Regions from separate parts of the Mus musculus genome. Here regions 1, 2 and 4 are each linked to region 3. A link is a contact called in public Hi-C data. All regions are on one chromosome and are shown on one strand. Each heading gives the region's core, a stretch centred on a gene start, on an enhancer-like site or on the middle of the called end of the contact. The rest is flanking DNA. Distances are from core to core; before and after follow the strand shown. Region 1 has its middle 19 kb from the start of Gm35454. Region 2 has its middle 38 kb from the start of Gm35454. Region 3 holds the start of 9530059O14Rik (RIKEN cDNA 9530059O14 gene). Region 4 has its middle 64 kb from the start of Gm35454.

Region 1 (5,345 bases), core at 169-2,668, 120 kb before region 3:
CTTGCATGTCAGCCCAGAGAGGCCATTCCCAGCCTGCCTCCCACCAGAACTCATAGGTCATGTGATAATGATTCCAAGCATGTCTCACAGACTTTGTTAACCATGGGGGTACATGACTCACAGGGAGAGCGAGCTATATGGGTCTGATGGTTGATGGTCATAGTCGACCTGAATGGATGGAGAGTTGCTTAGGAGACGTGATCCAAGGCATGTCCGTGAAGCTGTTTCTGGAGGTTTAACGGAGGAGAGAACACTCAGCTCAGTAGAGGGGACTCCATCCCATGATCTTGAGTCTTAGACTGAATAAAAAGGAAGCTACAGACGGGATTGCTCATCCTTGTCTGCTTCCCTAATGCAGATGTGACCAGCTGTGACACACTGCTGCCCTGCTCAACCCCTGCCATGGTGACCATGCAGCTGCCCCAGTGACACACCACTGCTGTGCCTCCTGTGCCATGGTGACCACACCTTCAGACTGTGAGCCACAAGAAACCTCTCCTTCCTTAAGTTGCTCTCCTCACGCATTCTGTCCCAGGAATAAGAACAAATAATTCAGCCCCACTGGGGAGGACCTCTGAGACAAGTCTCCAAGAGAAAATAACAAAAGACTGAAGTGATGTGTCCTTGACACATCAAGTCAGAGCAGGATCCTGAGTGTGGCCCGATTTACTCACTCTGTCTATCCTGACCATCATCAGAATGACACAGGTTAGTGATTCTTGTCTTTGAAGCCAAATCTAAAGAGGGTGACATGTCCCTGTTCCGTCCACTCCTTCTAGAACAGTGGTTCTCAACTTGTGGGTCAATCCCCTCTGCAGGTTGAGCATCCCTTTCACGGGTGTCACCTGAGACCATCAGAAAACACAGAGATTTACACTGTAATTCATAGCAGCAGCAAAATTACAGTCATGAATGAGCAATGGAAATGATTTCATGGTTGGAGGTCACCACAGCATGAGGAACTGTAGTCAAGGCTCACGGCATCAGGAAGGTTGAGACCTGCTGCTCTAGGATCTCCTTCTCATTTGTAAATGCCCAGATCTCCTTCACCAAGCAGCCACCAGAACTGGATCACCCACGCAGGAGTCCTGGGAGCTGAGCAGGTCTCACTGAGTGGACACTATTTCAGGCAACACAGAATCGGTACCTTAGTTACCGTTCTCAGTCCTGTGACTAAGCAACTCATGGAGGAATGAGTTGCTTTGCCACACGGCTTGAGGACACATTCTGTGGAGGAGGGAAGGGTGCGGCTGTAGGGTCTCTGACTGCAAGAGTGCAGGCAAGCTGCTTGCTCACATCTGAGGAGTCTGACTGGGAAACAGAGGGAGGGCTACCCACAGTCTGCAGGCGTTCTCTTTTCCTCGCTTGATTCACTTCAGGACTGAAGCTCATGGGGTGATGTCATCCATCATCCATAGGGTAGGTCTTCCCTCCTCAGATAATCATCTCTGAAAACGCCTGCACTTATACTCCCAGCAGTGTGTCTCCTGGGTGATTCAACATGTGATCAAGTTAGCAATGAAGATGAACCGTGACATGCAGTAAGCAGCAGAGAGAGCCTGGCTTGGGCATCAAAACCCCTGAATGAAGTATGCACCTCTGCTCTCTACAGAGGCTGCCCTTCCACTCTGGGTGACCCTCAGGCCTGTCCACACGCCCATCAGTACATCTTCTATTCTCAAGCCTTCACTCAGAGGGTTGCCAGTAAGGAGACATTTGAGGAAACGTGACCCAGGAGCTCTAGGGACCCACATTAAGTCAGTGCCTGTGTGTCATGTTCAGGCTCCACAAACTTCAGGAACCTGGCACTCTGTCTCACTGTGATGAGTCAACAGCCACCTTGTGCTTCCAGGAACCAAGGAGGCGGAGAGAATGCTGAGTTCCTTGTGGCTCTCCTGGGGCCAGTTTTTGCCTTGTCACTTTGCTTTGTGCCATGTACTGTATCAAACCACCACGCATCCACGCCCCCTGTGGTCTCATGGGAAAGTGTTCGGCTTTGGGGCACTGTCAAGATCAAAAAAGCAAACCAAGTTTCCCCAAATCTCATTTTCCTTGAAAGTTCAAATGTTAACATCAGTAACAAATATTGTCAGTCATTTTTCCCCAAAGCAACACACCTTTTTCATGACTCTGTAGGAAATGTCTGCCTGTAACCCCAGCACACAGAGGGCTGAAGTGGGATAGCATGAGGCTGTGTACGCTCTAGGCTGTAGAACAAGACTGTTTTTGTTTGTTTGTTTGTTTGTTTTTTAAAAAGCCAAGTGTTATGTTCCTGGCACCAAGACTTACAACCACTGCCACAGAGCACACAAGCATCTCCAGACTGGAGAAAGTAAGTTATTGCATAATTCCTTACCTCAGAGAAACATCTCATTCATCATGAAACTTCCCTCGAAGCTGATGAGAGGAACTTCTCAGTGAGGGTTCTATCAAGCTCCCCAAATCTTTCCTACAAAAGACAGTGTGTGTGTACACACACGTGTGCATGTGTGTATGTGCATGTATGTGTGGGTATGTAAGTGTGTGTGTGTGCATGTATGTGTATGTTGTGTGTGGGTATGTAAATGTATGCATTGTGTGTATGTGTGTGGGATATGTGTGTATATATGTATGTTGTATGCGTGTGTGTAAATGTTTGTATGGGTGAATGTGAGTGCATGTGTGTTTGTGTGTATGGTGTGTGTATGTGTGTGCACATGTATCCATATGTGTGCATATGGGTATGTAAATGTGTGCATGAGTGTATGTATGTGTGCATGTATATATGGAGGGGGTGCATATGTATGTGGGTATATATGTATGTATGCTGTATGTGTATTATGTAAATGTGTATATACATATGGATGTGTATATATGGGGTATATGTATGTATGTGTGTGAATGTACATATGTGTATGTTTACATATGTATATGTTGTATGTATGCGTCTGCTGTTTGTGTGCATGTGGAGGCTGAAGATCCACCTCGTGTATCATTCCTAGGCACTGTCTACTTTGTCTTTTGAGACAGGGACCCTCACTAGTCTCCATCTTGCCAAGGAGACTAAAGTGTCTGGCCAGTAAGCTTCAGGGATCTTGCTATCTCTACCTCCACAGCACTGAATATATCCACCACACCCAGTTGTTTTACAGGGGTTCTGTGGCTCACAGTCAAGGCCTGTCCTCAAACAGCAAGCACTGTACCTCCTGAGCCATCTCCCAGTCCTGAGAATAGCATTAACAATGCATTCCTAACATAGACAAGAAGATGCGATCTTAAAGAGATATTCCTTGGGTTTATTAAAACATTATTTCTTACACGCATTCGCGCGACCGGCCAGGAAGAACACAGCAAACTGGAACCTTCTGCGGCAAAACTTTATTGCTTACATCTTCAGGAGCAAGAGAGCAAGAGCGCAAGAGCTTTATTGCTTACATCTTCAGGAGCAAGAAGCAAGAGCGCAAGAGCTTTATTGCTTACATCTTCAGGAGCAAGAAGCAAGAGAGAGCATGGCGAAACCCCGTCCCTTTTAAGGAGAATTATTCTCCGCCTAGGACGTATTACTCCCTGATTGGCTGCAGCCCATCGGCCGAGTTGTCGTCACGGGGAAGGCAGAGCACATGTAGTGGAAAACTACCCTTGGCACATGCGCAGATTATTTGTTTACCACTTAGAACACAGGATGTCAGCGCCATCTTGTAACGGCGAATGTGAGGGCGGCTTCCTACAATTATTCTCACTGTTCTGAGGCATGACAGGCTCAGACATGTCACCAGCACAGGAGCCATTTGGTTTGGAAGCAGGGGAGTGTCCACAGTTGTGTCAAGAGCTCAGCATTTGTTACAAAATGAACACGCCATGATTGTCCACTCCATCTGCAGACTCCTCCTACTTAGCCTGAGAAGTTGCTTGGCTGTCCCTTCCTCCGCCCACTCTCTCCCACTTTTTATTGTTTTCCCCATGGGAATGGCCGGCCACTGAGGGAAGCACCACCTTCTACACTGCCCTGCCCTCGACCATGGCTGATTGGCAATCACCACACATCTCTGAGTTTAGAACACAAGATACAGAGAGTCAAATTAACTTCATTTCAGTCAGCTAAAGGGACAGCTCATAAATCTATAGTGACTGTACTGACATTATTTTCTGTCACACCTACACACAAAGAAGTAAATGATGTCAGTTTGTACCAAAGATGAGAATGAAGGTGATTCAGGGAGAGACGCCAAGATGAAAAGGGTGGTGCTGTGTGCATCCTACACCTGAGAGCCTGCTTCCCACCACGTACTCAGATTCCTATCTTTCCAGGGCGTGGCTGCTCTGTTCTTCCTTGTGCACATTTCCTGCTCCTCACACCTCAGACCCCTTACAGACTTTTTGTTTGTGTGCTTAAGTCAACCTGCCAGAACCCAATTTCTTGTTTAGCAGCCACAGCATGACACATCAGGAGACAGTAATTTCCTGTGCTAAACAGAAAACAGAGGACTCCACATTTGGAGATGACAATGGGTGAGTTGTACTCAGTTTGAGCAGAGCGTAATGGTGTGTGTGTGTGCATGTGTGTGTGTTTGAGTGCATTTGCATGTGAGAGTGTGATGGTTATTGTGTGTACATGTATGTATGCATACATACATGTGTGCACATGCTGTTGCATGTTCATGAATATGTAAACATGCTAGTGCATATGTGACTATGTAGGTACATGTGTGCATACATGTATGAATATGCTGATACATGTGTGCATGCATGTGTGACTATGTTGGTACATGTGTGCACACATGTGTGAATATGCTGGTACATGTGTGTGTGTAGGCTTCTATGTTACAATCTGACTGGCACCCACAAACCTCTCCTGGCTAGAAAATGTTACTCTGGTTACCCTAGAAAGCTACAACTTTCCAAAGAATCACCATCTTCCCTGTACTTATGATATGAAGGCTAAGAGAAGGTAGAGTGAACACTGGCTTTTCTGACAGCCTGTACTTTGGAGACAGGTTGTCTTCTGACTCAGCATCTCTACTGAGATGTGCAAAGGTCTTTAGCAGGCCTATAACTGGGTGGCTCATGGCTCTCCATGACAATAGAATTCAGAGATTGTGTGAACATGCATGAAGGAAAAAGCAGCAACAACTTCATTTTCACTAATATTGAACTGAAAACTAGCCTTTAATTATTCACGTGGATAAGAAACCAGGGTTATTTAAACCAGAAGTTAGACATTACAGACACTCCCACGTCATTGAAGTGTCACGGTCTTGTGAAGTTATTTGTGTTCATTGTATTTCAGATTTACAGTAACTATTGTTTTCCACATTCATCAGATTATCAAAAAAATCAGTCGTTCAGTAACTACATTTCTAACTAAT
Region 2 (5,550 bases), core at 1,743-4,242, 96 kb before region 3:
GACTCAAAACCTCTTTTCTATTGAAGACAGCGACCTTAGATCCTCTCTGAAACCCCAATCAATTCCCCAGTCTCCCTGGCCCCAGCCACCATTCCCATTCCACTCTCTGGGCAGTCATTTGTACAGTTAGCCCCCGAGTCCTCTGTGCATGCCTTGAAGGAAGGCAGCTTCCTACAACTGCTCCCCCTACCCTCATGTCCCACATCCCCTGTCCTTTCTTCTTATTTTGATAGCTCCCTGCTCCTCTGATATGTGTGTGTGTGTGTGTGTGTGTGTGTATTAAACATTTCAACTTAACTGTCTGCCATGGTTAGGTTATTCAATTTAATAACATCATGCCTATAATTTCTCCCCCAAAAGATTATTATTCTCTGCCAGAGCATGCTGGTTTCCCTAGACTATTTTTCCTCCCACCACCTGGCCTAGTCTCTAGCTCTAAGGTCAGAGTCCCTGGCTTTCCTGGCTTCTTTTGCTTTCTGGCTTTGGCAGAAGCCACACCTTTGGGAAACACTGAGTGATATGGGAAAGGCAGGAAGAGGGACTCTCTTGGGGCACCACAGCTGGCTTTCTGTGTCTTCCTCTCACACTTGCCATGCCTTTGTTCCATGGCCCAATCTTCACCACGGGCTCCTCTTTTCCTGGCTTCAAGTCTGTACTCTGACCACACCTCTCTGGCTCTTCTGTGAAGTGACACCTGCTGTTGATAATTTCCAGATTCCTTCGTCATCCCAGGCGTCTTGGAAGTAACCTGTTCCCTGTGTTTGATTTTTTTGCTCTACATAGAGTATTTATCTTTCTGGCTGAGCCCTTTTCCCACAGAGAATGTATCTCAAACTGTAGACTATTGGGTTTGGGATGCAGCTCAGAAGTGGACCATGCCTAGTGTGAGGCCGTGGGTTCAATCCCAAGCATTGCCAAAAAAAGAAGAAGAAAAAGAAAAAGAGAAAACCGTAGGTTGTTGTTGTGATGGTTAGATATTGTCAGCTTGACAGATTCTAGAGTCACTTGGGAGATGGGGCTCTGGCTTTATCTGGGAGGGGGATTTTCTTGGTTACTTGGTATGGGACCATTCTCCAGGCTGGGGATCCTGAACTATATAAACATATGGACGTAGGAGTTGGGCACTCGCCTTAGTTCATTCCTTTTTGCTTCCTGATTGTGGATGTGATGTGACAGCTCCTTCAGGATCCCGCTGCCTTGACTTCCGGCATGATGGATGCACCCTTGAGCTGTGGCTGGAGTAACCCATGTCCACTTGGAACTGCTTTTGTCAGTATTTTGTCACAGCAACAGAAGAAGACACTGATGTGTGTCACTTACACTAATACCTGAACACTAGCCCCTCAGTGCACCCCATGGGAACAATATAGAGCTTCTCCCCACTACAGAACCTCTAACCCCGTGCTATGCTTGGCTGCTGGAGCTGCCCAAATAATATCTGTAGAATGAACATATGAAGGGGAATTAAGGAGCTGTGGAATCAAATTTATGGACAAGAAGGTGACCAGAAGGTATTTTCCCATGCTAGCTTGTGTTCATACATCAGCATGAGTAAACTGTGAATCAGTGCTTTATGATGCAAGAAAGAGTCTGGGTGTGGGGAGACTGCACACTAGGGTCTGAGTGTGGGAAGAGTACACACTCAGGCCTGAGTGTGGGGAGAGTGCAAACTTGGGGCTGAGTGTGGGGAGTGTGGGGAGAATGCACACTCAGGCCTGAGTGTGAGGAGAGTGCAGACTCGGGTCTGAGTGTGGGGAGAGTGCACACTGAGGTCCCAGTGTGGGGAGTGTGGGGAGAGTGCACACTTGAGGTCTGAGTGTGGGGAGAATGCACACTCAGGCCTGAGTGTGAGGAGAGTGCAGACTCCGGTCTGAGTGTGGGGAGAGTGCACACTTGGGTCTGAGTGTGGGGAGAGTGCACACTGAGGTCTGAGTGTGAGGAGACCACACTCTCAGTTCAGCTTGCCTATTTCCTTTTTCTTCTTTTCAAATTTGAGTTTAGTGGAAAGCAAACTTTCTCATTTCCCATTTCAGCACACTGAATTATTCATCCAGAATGTTCTGCTGGTATTTCCTCCCCTGTCAGATCTCTGCAGTTCCAGAAACACTCTACCCAGAGCTGCAATCAGAACAATTAGCAACCCATTACAGGACTCAACCTGCTCACACCCTTGGGTTCCCAGGCCTGAGTCCTGTGCATGGAGAGCTAGTCTGACGATAGATAGAGTCTGATTGTTCTATAGGGGTTGAGGCCTGTCTGTGTTTCTGACTCCACAGAAACCAAACTGCCTTCTCATCTTCCTCACTGGGGCCAGATAACTGGATAGCGTTGGTGCTGAGTTCAGGATTCCCCTAATATCACCCTTGGCCCATTATCTGGAGTGTCCAGTCTTGTGATGACTTGACATGACATTGTTATCTATAAATGAGCCAGGCATCGTCCATAGCTCTCCTGAGTACTTGTGGCACACTAGCTGACGTCTCTGCTTGCTGATCCTTCGACCTCAGTCTCCTTAGCTCCAGAGTAGGAAAGACAATCTTTGCCCATCTGCCCCCAGTGCCCTTGTTGACCCATGAGGCACACCTTGAGCTCTGTTCACCTCTAGGGTTCCAATGGGTCTGGCAAATGGTAGACAGTTCCTTCAGAGGTTGTTTCTTCTGGGAGCGTGATATCCATTCCACTGCCTGTTATCCGGTCCCACCCCTGGAAGGAAGGCTCCATTCCATATCCCTGCTCTCGTGTCTCCTTCACATCCAACCTCAAATCTGTCCCCAAGGAGGCATGTCTACTCCAGGCCTGAGCTCTCAAAGAACGAAGAGCCACATACAGTCCTTCTTCCTCTATCACAGGTCTCTCTGGGTCTTATCACCTTGGTGACCCTTTGTGTCTGACCTTGAATTTATGAATCACTCTTTGTGGTACTGGCCAGGGACTCTGCAAAGCAAGGATTCTCTCCTGTCAGCAACACCCTGTTGTTCTGACCACCAGGGGGTGCTAAGAAGAATGGAAGGCCAAGCAGAAAGCAGGTACTCCAGGGCAGTCTCTCCTCAGAGAGCCAGCTGCCCCTGCCTGGGCTCCTTTTCCCTCCCAACTGCAGCAGCTGCTTAGCAGCTGCTGGACCCACGAGCAATGTCTCCATCATCTGTTTCTCAGATGTGGCTCTTTGGCCTATGCTGTGCCAGCACCCTCTCTGCAGAAGAGGCCATGCTCCGCTCCTTCCAGATATCTGGGACCATGCTGTACCAGGTCCCTCCCTCCAAATCGTCTAGGCACTGTGACAATCTTAGTTCTTTGATTAATTCCCCCAGCCCTGGAAGTAGAGACAGCTTCCTACAGTGGCTGCTTCTGTTTTCCCTTAGAATCTTCTGTCTTGTTCTTACACAGTTAACTCTTTACAAGGATGATCTCAAATTCTTAGGCTCAGGCCATGCTGCTGCTGGAGCTCCGGAGCACTCGGGACCACAGGTGCCTGCCGCCAGGCCTAGCAACACTTCTTTGTATGAATTTCTTTTTGCTCAAATAATTGGCATCTTATTCTTCCTCAAGGGACCCTAACTGATCTGTAAATGGAACCCAGGAGAGAAGATAGGGCTAGTGGGCAACAGGAGAGAAGGAAGCCACAGAGCCCACAGAATGCAGAGCAGAGTGGGAGAGGAGGAGTGCTGATGGTCAATCAATGTGAGCCATGCTAAGCTGCACCCCTGCCCGAAGGTGATATCTGTCTCTCTGTCTATGCATCTACCTAACTTCTACTTGTCATCTATCAGTCATCTATATATTGTCTATTATCCACATCTCATTTATCAATCTCTATTATCTACCAGTCATCTATCAATTATCTATATATCTATATAGAGAGATATATCTACATCAATCTATTTTATCACATATCTACAGGTATCTATTAATAACTATCAATTATCTATTATTTATCAGTCCTTTACCTGTATTTATATCTTTCTACTTATCATCTATATGTACCTATTATATGCTTGATTAGCAATTTAATAGATGGATGGATGGATGGAAGGAAAGATGGATGGATATACATCTGCCCTATGATAGAGAGGCAGGCAGCCAGACAGGAATGTCAACAGCTGATTCCTCGCTGTTTAAAAAGTCAGGTAAGAGTATGCATTGAAGATATTTTGGGGTGACTGATGCTTACCTCTGCAACTTCTCTCAGACAGGCCAAGAGTCATCAGGCCACCTGGGCCCTATGGTGCTGTGTGTGGCATCTTTAGGTCATGCTCTTGGAAACAACCCCTGAAGGGTGAAGAGATGAATGCCAGCATGAGCACAGAGTGTTTGGTTCCATGGGACTCAGGGTTGAAGAACATCCCGGAAGGTTCTCTATGGAAGATTGGACTGGTGTGGCCTCTATGCATCAATGGTTGAGAGTGGTTGCCCTCAGGAACAGTGTGACCTTGGATGGTAATGACCTCAAAGCATGCTCAGCTGAATGGGTTTCTGAACAAGGACGTGGTTAAATCTGTTCCCTGAAAAACTGTATCAGACTGTGTTCCTGCCATGCAGCCTTAACTCTTGGGTCTGAGGAAACACCCTCCTCTGGCTACCCACCATAGTGCCTGTGCTATAGAGCCAAATCCCAGTCACCCGGAGCCTCCAATGCATGTTCTACAGAGTTACTTTTAAACAGTGAGCTTGTGAGACTACAAGTTTTGTCTCATCTGGCCGGTTCTTTGGCCAGTCAAATGTGGCCCAAGGTGGACCATGTGCATGTGAACTTCACCTTGACTGCCAGTCTCCAGAGCCTGTGCAGCCTCCAAGCTCAGAACCTGCTGCCTGGCATCGCATTAGCAGCTGGATGCTGCTGGCTAAGACTCCGGGAAGATAATCTATCCGGAAGCACAAGAGTCGATTACTAGATCGATAAACACTGCTGCCTCTTGGTTCCCTGCTTCTCAGCAGACAATACCCCAGCCAGCAGCAGCCACTGGCTTCCACACAGAGGAGGAGAATGTGCTCGGGGGGCATCACCCACAGGCCAGTCAGGGAGGGGCCTCCATGGCAAGGAGACCTTTCTCCACCAGTGTGTTTCAGGCTTCAAGTTATGTACAGGGGTCTGACACTTAACCCTGCCTGTTAGGTGTCACCTTAGAGAAGACCTATCCCGAATATCACATCTCAGGTGTGGCTCCTCCCCTGTGCAAGGAAATGCCATTTAGAGAAAAGAGAATAATTTACAACAAGGCAGTCCAAATTCAAGTGTCTACTCTGATGTTTAATAATAGCAAGGGCTGGCTTTGCAGATGCAGCTGACCCCTATCCAGGCTTGCTGCAGCCAAGGTTAATTCCACCATGTTCTCTGACATGGCAGGCAATAGTGAGCCCTTGGGTCTTATCTCCTTTGAGTTGGTTGCAGAAAAATTTCCAAAGACAGCAGAAAATGTTCATGCTCTGAGCACTGGAGAGAAAGAATTTTGATACGAGGACTCCTCCTTTTACAGAATTATTCCAGGGTTCATGTGTGTGCCAGGGTGGCAACATCACACACCATCATGGCACTGGCGGCAGGTCCATCCATGG
Region 3 (5,577 bases), core at 2,322-4,821:
CAGAGCGGAGGTGAGGCCTCCCGGCGACCGCCGCAAGCGTGCTGGGCAGCGTGGTTCGCAGAGGCGGCGCCGGGTCTCGGAAGCTGCGGCGGAGACGCCAAGGAGGCTGAGAGTGCGGAGAGGGTGGGGCGTTGCGGAGATCCCGCCGGCGCCAGCCGAGGAGCAGCGGCTGGCTGAGGGCGCGCTCACCCAGGCACGTGGGTGTGGAGCCACCGGCGCCGCCCGGCCTGCGCTCTGCAGCACCGCAGCGCGGGTGCAGGCGCGGGAGCAACCGCGCTGGGGAGGGCTGGGACGCGCCACATCCTGGCCCGACGCCTGGAGGCGCTCTCCACGCGCGTCCTTTCCCCGCTGCCCGGGCCTCCTTGAATCTCCCGAGTGGGAAACCGGAAAGCTGGAGGCTTTGTCCAAGGGTGGTTGGGGACACTGGAGCTTCCAAACCTTTCGCCCACACCCCTGACTAGGGATGACGGGGCAGAGACATATGGACATTGACCTGCCTACGGAGCACATTAGGGGTTTGCGGGGACTCTACCCACAACTGAGCCCGGGACCTTGGAGGAGTAGTCAGGTTCCACGTTGGTGGACCCCGAGCCGGGGCAGCAGCGGATCGCCGTCGTGGGTTCCCCGCAACGGCTGCGCCCAGCCCTGGGCAGCCACGCGCGCCTAGTGGGGGTGCAGCAGAGTGCGCTGGGGACGAAGATGGTGGGCGGGCGTGAGGTGAACAGCCAACAGGGGTGGGGGTGGGGTGGAACGGCAGAAAGCATGAGAAGGTAGCGGTCCCACTGTTGCAGCAACCCTGCGGTAGGCGGGAACGAGACGACAGGATCAATGTGGTGCCTGCCAGGCGCACAGCGGACCGGACAGGCAGGCCTTGGTCCGCTCTAGTAATGAGCAGAGGGGAGACTGCCGACTCAGAATCTTACTGGTGCTGGCCAGTGTGCAGGGATTTAGCCACAGGAACTTGGAGGAAGGAAAGAGAGGGGGACCGTGCCTGGCCTATAGAAGGGGATGATGACGCTTAGCGCAGCTCTTGAGGACATGCCTGCAGACAGGGAGCCTCCGAAATCCTTTTCACCCTGGGACCCCAAACCTGCCATTTGTCCCATTCCACCACGCCCTCTTCGTAGCTTCCCAAGATTGACCCGTCGATACTTCCAGATCCCTTTTAGATTGAAAATCAGGTCAGATTCTGCACTTTATCAACATGCCCCACCCCTGTCGCCATTAAGCAGCTTCTCACAACCCTGAGGTGTGGTCACTCCGAAGGCACAGTTCCACAGACCTCTGACCGCGCCGCAGGAGGACGCTGAAAGCAAATGCTCTGCAGCGACTTGTCCTGTTCAATATCATCCCCATTCATCCCGGCTGTTGTGTGTTTTCTCAACAGGGCGTGACCCTGTAGACAAGCAGGGCTCGAAGTCAGGGACCTACCCCAATTCAGACACTGTCGCGAACACTCCCTACACTACAAGGCGTGTCAGTCTCTGCATCAGCCACTCTGGGCTGCCTCTCTCAATGGTACTCAAGGGTCGGACACGTGAAAGTCCAGGATCTGATACCACACATCTCCAGCTGTGCCGGACCCAACGTGTGTGTGTGTGTGTGTGTGTGTGTGTGTGTGTGTGTGTGTTGCATTTAACTCCACCATCATTCCCAGATATGCAACATAAAGCATTGAAGGGAGAGGGAGGCAAAAACAAAAAAATTAGGATCTACAGTTTCAAGTTCAAAATCACAACCTTGAGACTCTGAAGGAGTATTCACCTCCTTCCTGTCTAGGCTACCGGATATCATATCTTTGAATACACGCCAGACCCTCAGGAATTATCTCTTCGGGCGATGCCACAAGTGAGCAGTATTCTCTCAACTTCCCAGATCCTTGCTAAAAAGGTGTGTGTGTGTGTGTGTGTGTGTGTGTGTGTGTGTGTGTGTGTGTGTAGTGGATTATTTTCCCCCTTTTATATATAGTGTAGTTTTGAGAAGGGCAGCGAGGCATCTGCTTGGAAAATAATATACTTCTTAATTTGACAGGCCCCTCTCTCCCATGGTAGCTTTTCGGAGTCCTCCAAAGTTCTGTCTAGCGTTGGTGCCCGAAGCTTTGCATGCAGTTAAGCTTCCTACTAAGCAAACCTGCTGGACATTTGTCCTGTGCCCAGGGAAGCACACAAGTGTCATGAAGGGGTTGGGGAAAGACCCTCTGGGTTAAGGGAGGCGTTGCTTCGCGGGTAGAGGTTGAGAGGGAAGTTGGAGTGCAATGGGACCATTAAGTCCCACCTTCTTCCCCCATCTGTGCTTTGGACTATGCGGTTTCTGCCTTGGCCAAAAACCGCATCCACGTCCAAATACAGTACAAAACTCTCTTGGACAGAAGTTAGAAAGAAGCCAGTGTAGAGAGAGACAGTTTGCTTCTAATAATCTCATAAGAATGCCCACAGTATGGCCCAAGTGGCGAGCAGATTCACGGTCCCCATGTGCTGCTGGGGTTGTCGCAGACGCGTCCACGGGCGTCGCAGCGGACGTGACACCGCATTTTCTCTGAATTCCTGCCATCTAGGATGGTGCAACCAAGGGAGGGGGTCATGGGGAAGCAGAGTGCAAGGCTGCAGAATCCGTTCTCTGCAGAGAACTGGAGCGAGCATGGAACAGCGCAACTCCGAGGGCGTTCACATTCGAGAGAAAAGCAACGCCCGGTCGTGGGTGGTTAATTGCCGGCTTCCCACAACCATGAGGCACGTCCCTGGCGGCGTCACTACCTTATGTTTTAATTTGACCTTTATTGGATCTTTGCTCCCCTGGGCTGAGGACTGGACTTGCACTCAGAAGACCACTGCCCTCTCTGGGGAGGGTGGGCCTTCTACTGCGGTTCCCTTCTCCTGAGGGAGCCTGTTCGAGTTCAGAACCTTGTAGACCTTGGAGTTATCAGGCATTCCCGGGCGTGGTCTAGTCGTGGGTTGCGGGGTTTTCTAGCCTTGGAACTGGGCGGTGTCTGCAATGCATCGCATCGCCTTAAGCTGTTCTCGGGTACTCACTCTCGCCGGTGCGCAGAAAGAGACAGAGAGGGGAGGGGTCACGCTTGACTATGAAGTGCCGGTGGGGTCTATTCAGAGTGTCAGTGTGTGTGTGTGGGGGGGGGGGGGGCTGCAGCAGAGGAGGGAGGGTTCTACTGCCAAGGGCAGGGCGGAGGACTGTGAAGGCCGGTTGGTAGTGTGAATGCCTTCCCAGGTTCAGCTGCGGTGATCACCCGGCACTGCAGCTAAAGGAGCTGGTTGCACCTTGCGTGCTCCCCCGCCTTCCCTGTGTTCCCCGGCTTTTCCGGGAGGAAAGATGGGGTGCCCATAGCGGGTGGGGCGCGCCGGCTGCCCAGTCGGGCGGTCACGTGTCCCCCTCCCCCTCCTACTGCAGCGGGAGTTCCAATCAGAGCGCGCCAGGGGGCTCCTCCCGGGCAGGAACCACCGGGCTCCGCGGCGCGGGGTGGGCCGCCATCACCTGACCGCCCGCCCCCGCCCCCCGCGAGTAAGGGGCGGTGGTAGCGTCTGCTCGGTTACAAATGGCCCCTCCCGCCCCGCTCGCCCGCTCGCTCGAGCTCGGCGCGGACCCGCCCGGGAGCGCTCCTCGCAGCAGCTGCCCGGGTTCCCACCGCCCTACCGGGCGCGAGCGATCAGACTACCTCGGAGGGCGCGCTCAGACACCCAGATGTCCGGCCACCTCAGTGGGTACCCTCGGCACCCTGTGATCCGACCACCCGCGGAGGCGCGCTAGCCCTCTGGGTGGGCGTGCTGGGCTTCTCTGCGGCGGAAGTCTGGACCACAGATTGTGACTTCTTTTCTAGCAGTAGGTGAGTGCCCAGCGGGAGCGCAGGCATGGGATGCCCTCCTACTGTGTGGGAACCCCGGGATCCTCTAGGGCACAGGAGGTTTGGTGTAATGACTAAGTCAAGCTTGCAGAACAAGTCCGAAGTCACTCGCCTTCTGGGCCTCTTTTTCGAGTTTCCCCAGTCCCTGGTTTGGGAAAGCGCTTTGATTTGAGGAATTCTTGTCTTGAGATACTTGACAAAGGTTGAAAAGACACTCAGATAGGAGCCGGGAGCTCTAGCTAGCTGGCGCAGGCTGGGTACACCCGGCGTGTTTGAATGTGGGGGGCGGGGGCCCTTTTGAGAATCAGCCCTGGGTAGGGCTAGGGCGAAGCCTCTGCGTTGGTCCCGTCACTCTGTCCCCAAAAGCCACTTGAAATGCCAAGGAGAGAAGAAACAGTGGCTGTAGATGTTGCTAACCAGCTAACCCCCTCCGTTTCTGATCTACCCCTGTGCTGCAGGTTATTCTGCCAAGGATGTGTGAGACTTGGAAGCGCCTAGGATACACCATTTTTACTTTATGACTTTTTGGCAGAAAATATGCGTTAAAGTGTTGAATTACGAGGGAAGATGGAGAAAATAACTTAATTCGCGTTTTTGTAAAGTTTTTGTTTTAAATGCAAGGCAGTAGAGATGTAGGTATTTGAGTCATATTTTGCGACTATACTTTTGGCTTTATGGTCCATATGTTCCTTATAACCTTTCAAACAAAACCCTAGGGAAAAAAATAGAAATAAATAAAAACCAAGGTGTGTGTGTGTGTGAGAGAGAGAGAGAGAGAGAGAGAGAGAGAGAGAGAACACAGGACTTCTGGGGAACAGAAGACAACCTCCTTTGATGAGTACAGTGATGGCCAATTTAATTTGTCATGTGCCACTGAAGGGGATGTCAAGCTGATAACATGCAGACTGGAGAGAAAATGAAGTAGGAGTTGCCCCTAGAGGAAGAAATAAGCCCTGATCCAATTACGCTGGGGAGAGAGCTGAAGGCTAGCCCTTCTGCACTGGAGCTGAGTCTTCTCAGTGGAGGTGGAAGGGTGCAGTTTGGGATACAAGCTCTGAATTCAGACACCCAGCAGCATAAAGGTGTGTGTGTGTGTGTGTGTGTGTGTGTGTGTGTGTGTGAGAGAGAGAGAGAGAGAGAGAGAGAGAGAGAGAGAGAGAGAATGGGTGTGTCCAAAGACAGCTCTTACCCATTTACTCTAGCTGCACTTGCTGAAGGGTTGAGAGGTGTGCTGACTCATAAGGCTGCCAGCAGAGCTTAGCACAGTTAGATTTCACTTCTAGACCTTAACCACATTATATATATATATATATATATATATATATATATATATATATATTATAAATATATATAATATATATATATATATATTCATTCTTATCAGTCTCCTCCCTAGGAGATTTTCCTTGGGCTTTTAGATTCACCCCCTTCATTTTGATAACCACCATCTGCACTGGTGCACACATCTCATTTGGCCTGACACAAAGGTTTTCATCTCCCTTGTAACATTAGAAACAGTGACAGTCTTAACCACCCCATTATGTTCAAGGTATTTGTGGAGAATATTGGAAAACCAGAATGTGAACAATTCAGTTTTCTGAACAGCAGAGAATCTCTTTGCCATTACACTGCAAGACCAGGGAGCCCCACCCTTCTTCTGAGTGTCTGCATGACACCAGGGAAGGAACCCTGCAATTGCAGCAGTGCAGGGCGAGGCAGCATCG
Region 4 (5,710 bases), core at 1,555-4,054, 71 kb before region 3:
AAATGACTGATCTCACGCTGATCTTTGGCCTTTGGGTGTGGCCCACCTCCTTAGAGAGCTCTGAGAATCTGCTAATTATTCTGAAATATTTAAATCCACAAAAATACACTTCATGTGGCGCATCCCCTTAAAAAAATACCCTCTCTCTCAATACTTGTTTAAAAGAAGCTGTTTGGGTTTTGTCTTACATGTAGAAGTGTTTTGCCTGCATGTATTTCTGTATACCATGGGCATGCCATGCCAGCAGAGGCTAGAAGAGGTATTGGATGCCCTAGAACTGCAGTTACAGATAGTTGTGGCTTGCCATGTTGCTACAGGGGACAGAACCCATGTCCTCCACAGCAGTGATGATGGAAAGCCAAAATTCCCAAGAAAACTCCTCAGCCCAGGGACTATGTCCAGCCCAGGCTGTTCACATAGCCTCTTGATTTAAGAACGATGTAAAAAATGTTTTGATCCAAGGAGCCCTTAACTCTTGATGCCCCAGATTCTCCTTCTCCAGCCCAGCCCAGATTCAAGCACCAGGTGAAGTCTGATGAGCATTCCGTCTTAGAAACAGTAGACCAGCACTTCACAAGCTGTAAAATGGCGGCTGTCTCTCAGAGGAGAGGGGTTTGTGTGGCTGCTGAAAGGGACCAAACAGGGGGGACACCAGAAGAGTTGAGGGGACAGTAAACCACAGTGTACGTGTCCCTGAGTCACGTGCTAAGAACAAAGCTTAGCTTCACCAGGGGCTGAATGTTGACAGCCTTGTTTCCCCGTGACTGTACCCTGGATTCTTTTAGAATTTAACCCTAACATAATGGTGTTACAAGGTGGAGGCTTACAGGAACCCTTTTCCACTTCTGCCTTGTGTGACCACAGAATACTATGTATCAAGCATAAATTCTGTCAGCCCCTTGATCTTGGACTTCCCAGCCTCCAGAACTTTGAGCAGCCCCTTTCTGTTGTTTATAAGTTAACCCAATGCAAGGTGCTTCACTATAATAGCTTATACAGACTGAGACACCAGGTAACCCTGTATCAGCAGAAAAGTCTTGCCTGGCAGGTGGCAACCAAAGCTGGCTCAAAGATGTGAATTCTAAGTTCACAGTTAACTCTTTTTATATATAATTGCTATCAAAATTCATGTATTACAAAAAGGGATATAAATTTTATAACAGGGTTCTAAAAAAATAGTAAGGAGAATATTCATTTGCCAAGGCGTTGATGCTTTTAAAAAAATTGTAGATGCTGCTGCAGATTTGATGGGGAAGTGGGGGTGGTGCCCCTCTTATGTGAGGTGTGTTACCTAGACAATCAGTCAGGTTCCCCAGACAGCCCTGTCCCCAGTACACAGGGGCCACATGCACTGCGGCTTACTGTCCCCTTGATTTTTCCATGTCCCTCCTGCTTAGTTCCTTTCAGTAGTCACACAAACCCCTCTCCTCTTCGAGACCGTCACCTTGAGATTCTAGGCCAATCAATTCCTGGTCCCAAGGATGGCCTCTTTCTTGAAGGAATTCTGGCAAATCCAAAATTCACACTTCCATGAATGAAGAAGAAAAGAAGCCTGGGTTTGCAGCTAACTGTGTGTTAGTGCATTTCTCCATGATGGATAAAGAACCATTGTTTGAGCAGGCGTTACCAGAGCTGTCAGGCCAGAGCTTGGGCCTGAGTAGGCAGCTTGGACAAGCTAGGCTGAGCCTCAGCCTCAGTAGGCAATTAAAGAAGCAAGGAATGGCTAGAGGCAGAGAAGGGGGTGTATTCAGTGTGGCTGTATTGGGGAGGAGGACAAAGAGATCACTTGACGCTTCTATATTTTGAGTCCATCTTAGGAGTCCTGACATGAAATTCGTTTAAATAGGAGACAAGAGGTTTCCGGAGCTAAGCAGTCCAGGTCATCGTCTGGGTTCCAGCCTTTTCTTTCAGGGTTGTCTAACAGGTTGTCAGAACTGTGTGAAATCTGTTTCTGGGAGACAAGGACCCCCTCTGGCTGGCACCAGGCCTCAGCCTTCCCCTTCCCCTCCCCCCAACATGAGACCCCCCCTAAGAACATTCCAATTCCTTGGGGACCCATTATTTCACTAGCTTGATAGCCAAGGGAGAGAGAGGCACAATTGGTTCTCTTTAGACTCTCTTAGCTCCTTCCTGGATGGTCACACGGGGGACATCTGGGGACTGTAAAATGACCTTTCTTCCCATGTATGACCCTTACTTCCTGTGCCCCCACCTGGCTTCTCAATCTTCCCTCTGCTGCCCCCCTCCCCCGCCAGCTCACCAGGTGCCTGTCATGTATCAGAGACAAAGAAGAAGTCAAGCTAAGCAGTCAAGTCTGCATTGTCCTTATTTCAAAAATTGGGTTTAATAATTCATCTAAAAGGGAATTTTTAGCAACAAGCCTTGAATATAAAAAGGGAACAGGCCTTCTCTAAACGGGCGTCTGTTCCTGTAGTTGCTGAGTGGGGAGAAGAAAAACGTCAGTTGGGTTCACGTGTATCTCTCAAATTTGCTGAGGACATCATGGTCCCCAGACTACTAACAAAAGTGATTTTTAAAGCAACCTTTGCAGGGAAGGGAATTTAAGCCACACCCTGAAAGTCTTCTTTGTTGCTGCCGAAATCCACCTATAGGTCATTTCAACAAACAAGCATGCAGAAACATCTACAGATTGTATGTCTGTTTCCTGCCCAGACCCCCACCATCGCCAGGAATACCAAACCACTGCTGCTTTGCAAGGCAGACGGCAGCAGGTGAGGGGTCTGTGGGTCTCCACATGCACACACAAAGCTGTTTAGAATGTCACAGAAATCAGTCATTCCCCCAGCAGAGCTGCCGAAGCGTGACAGGCTGCTTTTAAATACCTGTCACTCCGACTTGCTGATACTCGAGGAGGAGGGGAAGCTTGAAGAATGAGAAGGAAGAGAATTAACAGAAACCTCTAATTGCCCAGGTTGCCCGCCATGAACAACAGTCCTGCAATGGATCTGCAGCAGGAGGCGCTTGCAACCCTGTTAGATCGGAGGTCGGGAAAGCTGCCAGGGAGCATCAAACACCTCCTCTTTCATTTGATAGACAGTGTCTGCCTCCTTGCTTGGAGATTAGCATCTCCAAGTCCCTTTCCCTCCCGTTCTGCTGTGACTTTTGCAGAGTCCCACTGAATCCCGGAGCATCTTGAACGAACTGAATTTCCTAAACGCTTCAAATATCTGCGATCATGCAAAGTCTCTTGAGATCTGGCAGGTTGCTATTTAGGCAATTTTCCCCCCTCAAAGATGTAACCTGTTTAAATTTAAGAGTCTCTTGAGCAAGGAAAGCCAGAGCTAGGAGAGGAAGTCAGTGCATACACTCTATCCAGAGGTGTGTGTGCCCCACTCAACTTTCTGGAGAATAATTTGACCGTGTTGAAGTGTGATTTTCTGGGCTGAGGATGTAGTACAGTTGGTAGTGTGCTTGCCTAACATTCATGAAGCCCTATCCCGCCAAGGCATGATGGAGTATGGCTGTAGCTCCAGCATTCAGGAGGTACAGACAGGAGGATCTGAAGTTCAAGGTCAACCTTGGCTGCTGTTCTAGCTTGCTTTCTAATGTTGTGACCAACACCATGACCAAAATCAGCTTGGGAAGCAAAGGGTTTGTCCAGTCTTACAGCTGACAGTCCATCATGCAGGGCAGTCAGGGCAGGAATTCAAAGCAGGAACCTGAAGCAGAGGACATGGCAGAATGCTGCTTACCAGCTTGCTCCCCACGGCTTCTTCAGCCTAGTTCCTTAAATAATGCAGGACCACCTGCCTGGGGTAGCTCCGCCCACAGTGGGCGGGGGGGCGGGGGCAACCTACATCTATCATCAATCAAGAAAATGCCTTGCAGACTTGCTTCTGAATTGGAAAGACAGCTAGTCATTTGACAGACAGACAAACAAAACCTAACCAAGACAGCTTCATAGTGAGTTCAGAGGCCAGCCTGGACTACATGAGACTTTTTCTCAAAAGAAAAAGAAAAGTGAAGGGGAGGGGAGGGGAAGGCAGAGCATAGCAGAGCAGAGCAGAGCAGAACAGAGCAGAGCAGAGCAGAGCAGAGCAGAGCAGAGCAGAACTGAGCAGAGCCACTCTTTGTCCTGGCAAAGCTATTGCTGCCTGTTTGTCCTTGGGGTGTATTATTGCATTCTGGTTTCAGCACTTACAAAATTGAAAGTTGGGAAGCAACTGAGAAGTGAAAATCTGAGACTAGTGATTAATCCAATCTCCGTGAATTCTAGCAATGGAGTACTGCACAGCCATTCAAACAGCTACAAATTATTAGATGACCATGGAACTGTTCATGTCATAGAGTTATAAAACACCATAGGACAATGCATTGTGATAATTTTTAGTTCCTTTAATGAATTTGAATTTATTAAGTGCATGCATTTAGGAAGGTCGATGGAGCATTTTTGGGCCATATTTGGAGGAAGCTGTGATTAGGTGGCCTCCAAGATTCCGTCTAATGGAACACATCACTCACTGGGAGGAAGATGCTGAAGAAAACTGCACACCAAGAGTCTGACGAAACATCAAAGCCTCTGTGTTCTCACTTGAAAGATGGCTCAGATCTGATTTGACAAAGAGCCACTGGACAGTTCACTTCATCGGCCGAAGCTAATGACACAGAGGCATCCTGTGCCTCTGGGCTTTAGACAACCAGAATCGTAGTGCCTGCAACAGAGGGGCACAGCATTGACCCCCTCAACCACCACTTTTCAAACAAGAGCCCCTAGCCTTCACACTAAAGCAAAGGGAGTGGTGGGGTTGGGGGTATAGACTCTGGAGCCAAACTGTCTGGGTCCAAATTCTCCTGATAGCTGGGCCACTTAACCTCTCTGAGCCTCCCTTCCTCCTCCGGAAATGGAAGATAATAGCACCAACTGGTGGCTGCTGAGGTCACCTGAGTGACTTTGTGCAGAGCTGAGATGGTGTCTTGAGCCAGAGGTGCAGGCAGCCCTGTTAGCTTGGCTAGAAGCTGCCAGTCTCTCATGTGGCTTAGCAGAGGCGCCTGAAGCACTTTGGCTGGGAGAGGAGGAGAGAGGGCACACAGAACCCAGTGAAATGCTAATGTCCTCAGTCCTAGATGTGTGGTAGGGACCCCTAATGCAGGCTGAAACACCCCACACGCACATGTGCGCACCCGCCACACTGCCACCCACCTGGCTCCCAGGCCCACCTTCTGTCCCCTAGGCTGGTTTTAGGTGGTTTCTCTTATTACCATATAGAGCAGACTGAAGAAGGGAAGTTGGGGAATGCAGAGGAGTTAAGACAGGGTCCCTCACCCCCCATGCCCTACACTGAGGCCACCAACCATCTGGTTCCCAGTGTACCTGAAGGTCCCACCTGGGAACCTCAATGGCTTCTGAGATTGAAAGGGAAAGAGGCCAATGGAGGAGTGAGCAAACACAACATCCTTGGATTGTCCCCAGCCTTAAGCAGGTCACCTTCTACCCCAGTCCCCAGCTGTGCTGGGAAAGAGGTCCAGGGACTTTGCTAGACCACCCTCCAGAGCTACCACACTCACCAGTGATGGCCATACCACCATATGCCACCATGTACCACCATATACCACCATATACCAAGTGCACTGAGCGAAGCTAACAGCTTCTACCCATTATTTAAAATTATTTTTGTTATTTCCAGCTATGTGTTGCTGTGTGTGCTTCTCTGTGTGTCTCTGTGTATGTGTCTATGTGTATCTGTACGTG

The links. Hi-C and Micro-C count contacts between places; a contact is called where the count stands out from the background.
Region 1: a Hi-C map of cerebral cortex shows a contact between it and region 3, with 4 times the contacts expected there. The contact joins the enhancer-like site here to the promoter of 9530059O14Rik in region 3. A contact is called at or near these places in 5 of 484 Hi-C or Micro-C datasets (the N1E-115 cell line, cerebral cortex, cortical neurons and 1 more) and 7 of 115 datasets of contacts at active chromatin or transcription factors (SST interneurons, astrocytes, craniofacial prominence and 4 more).
Region 2: a contact with region 3 is called in a Hi-C map of cortical neurons, with 2.5 times the contacts expected there. The contact joins the enhancer-like site here to the promoter of 9530059O14Rik in region 3. A contact is called at or near these places in 8 of 484 Hi-C or Micro-C datasets (cerebral cortex, cortical neurons, embryonic stem cells and 4 more), 8 of 115 datasets of contacts at active chromatin or transcription factors (astrocytes, embryonic forebrain, embryonic stem cells and 2 more) and 1 of 9 other capture datasets (embryonic stem cells).
Region 4: a Hi-C map of the N1E-115 cell line shows a contact between it and region 3, with 5 times the contacts expected there. The contact joins the enhancer-like site here to the promoter of 9530059O14Rik in region 3. A contact is called at or near these places in 3 of 484 Hi-C or Micro-C datasets (the N1E-115 cell line, muscle stem cells and nephron progenitors) and 4 of 115 datasets of contacts at active chromatin or transcription factors (embryonic forebrain, embryonic stem cells and neural progenitor cells).

The regions. Positions count from the first base shown.
Region 1 is chr9:122,454,168-122,459,512 of GRCm38.p6, forward strand. No RefSeq gene overlaps it. Among named protein-coding and RNA genes, the nearest start is that of Gm35454, 19 kb to the left of the region's middle. Within about 2 kb of position 1,419, at least 22 of the 459 cell types and tissues checked have an H3K27ac peak or open chromatin away from gene starts, as enhancers often do. A contact at or near this core is called in the N1E-115 cell line, cerebral cortex and cortical neurons, where this site is marked.
Region 2 is chr9:122,473,474-122,479,023 of GRCm38.p6, forward strand. No RefSeq gene overlaps it. Among named protein-coding and RNA genes, the nearest start is that of Gm35454, 38 kb to the left of the region's middle. Within about 2 kb of position 2,993, at least 3 of the 459 cell types and tissues checked have an H3K27ac peak or open chromatin away from gene starts, as enhancers often do. A contact at or near this core is called in cortical neurons, where this site is marked.
Region 3 is chr9:122,568,930-122,574,506 of GRCm38.p6, forward strand. It overlaps 9530059O14Rik (RIKEN cDNA 9530059O14 gene), which reads left to right and starts at 3,572. Exons shown (of 2, transcript NR_015610.2): 1 at 3,572-3,835.
Region 4 is chr9:122,499,182-122,504,891 of GRCm38.p6, forward strand. No RefSeq gene overlaps it. Among named protein-coding and RNA genes, the nearest start is that of Gm35454, 64 kb to the left of the region's middle. Within about 2 kb of position 2,805, at least 14 of the 459 cell types and tissues checked have an H3K27ac peak or open chromatin away from gene starts, as enhancers often do. A contact at or near this core is called in the N1E-115 cell line, where this site is marked.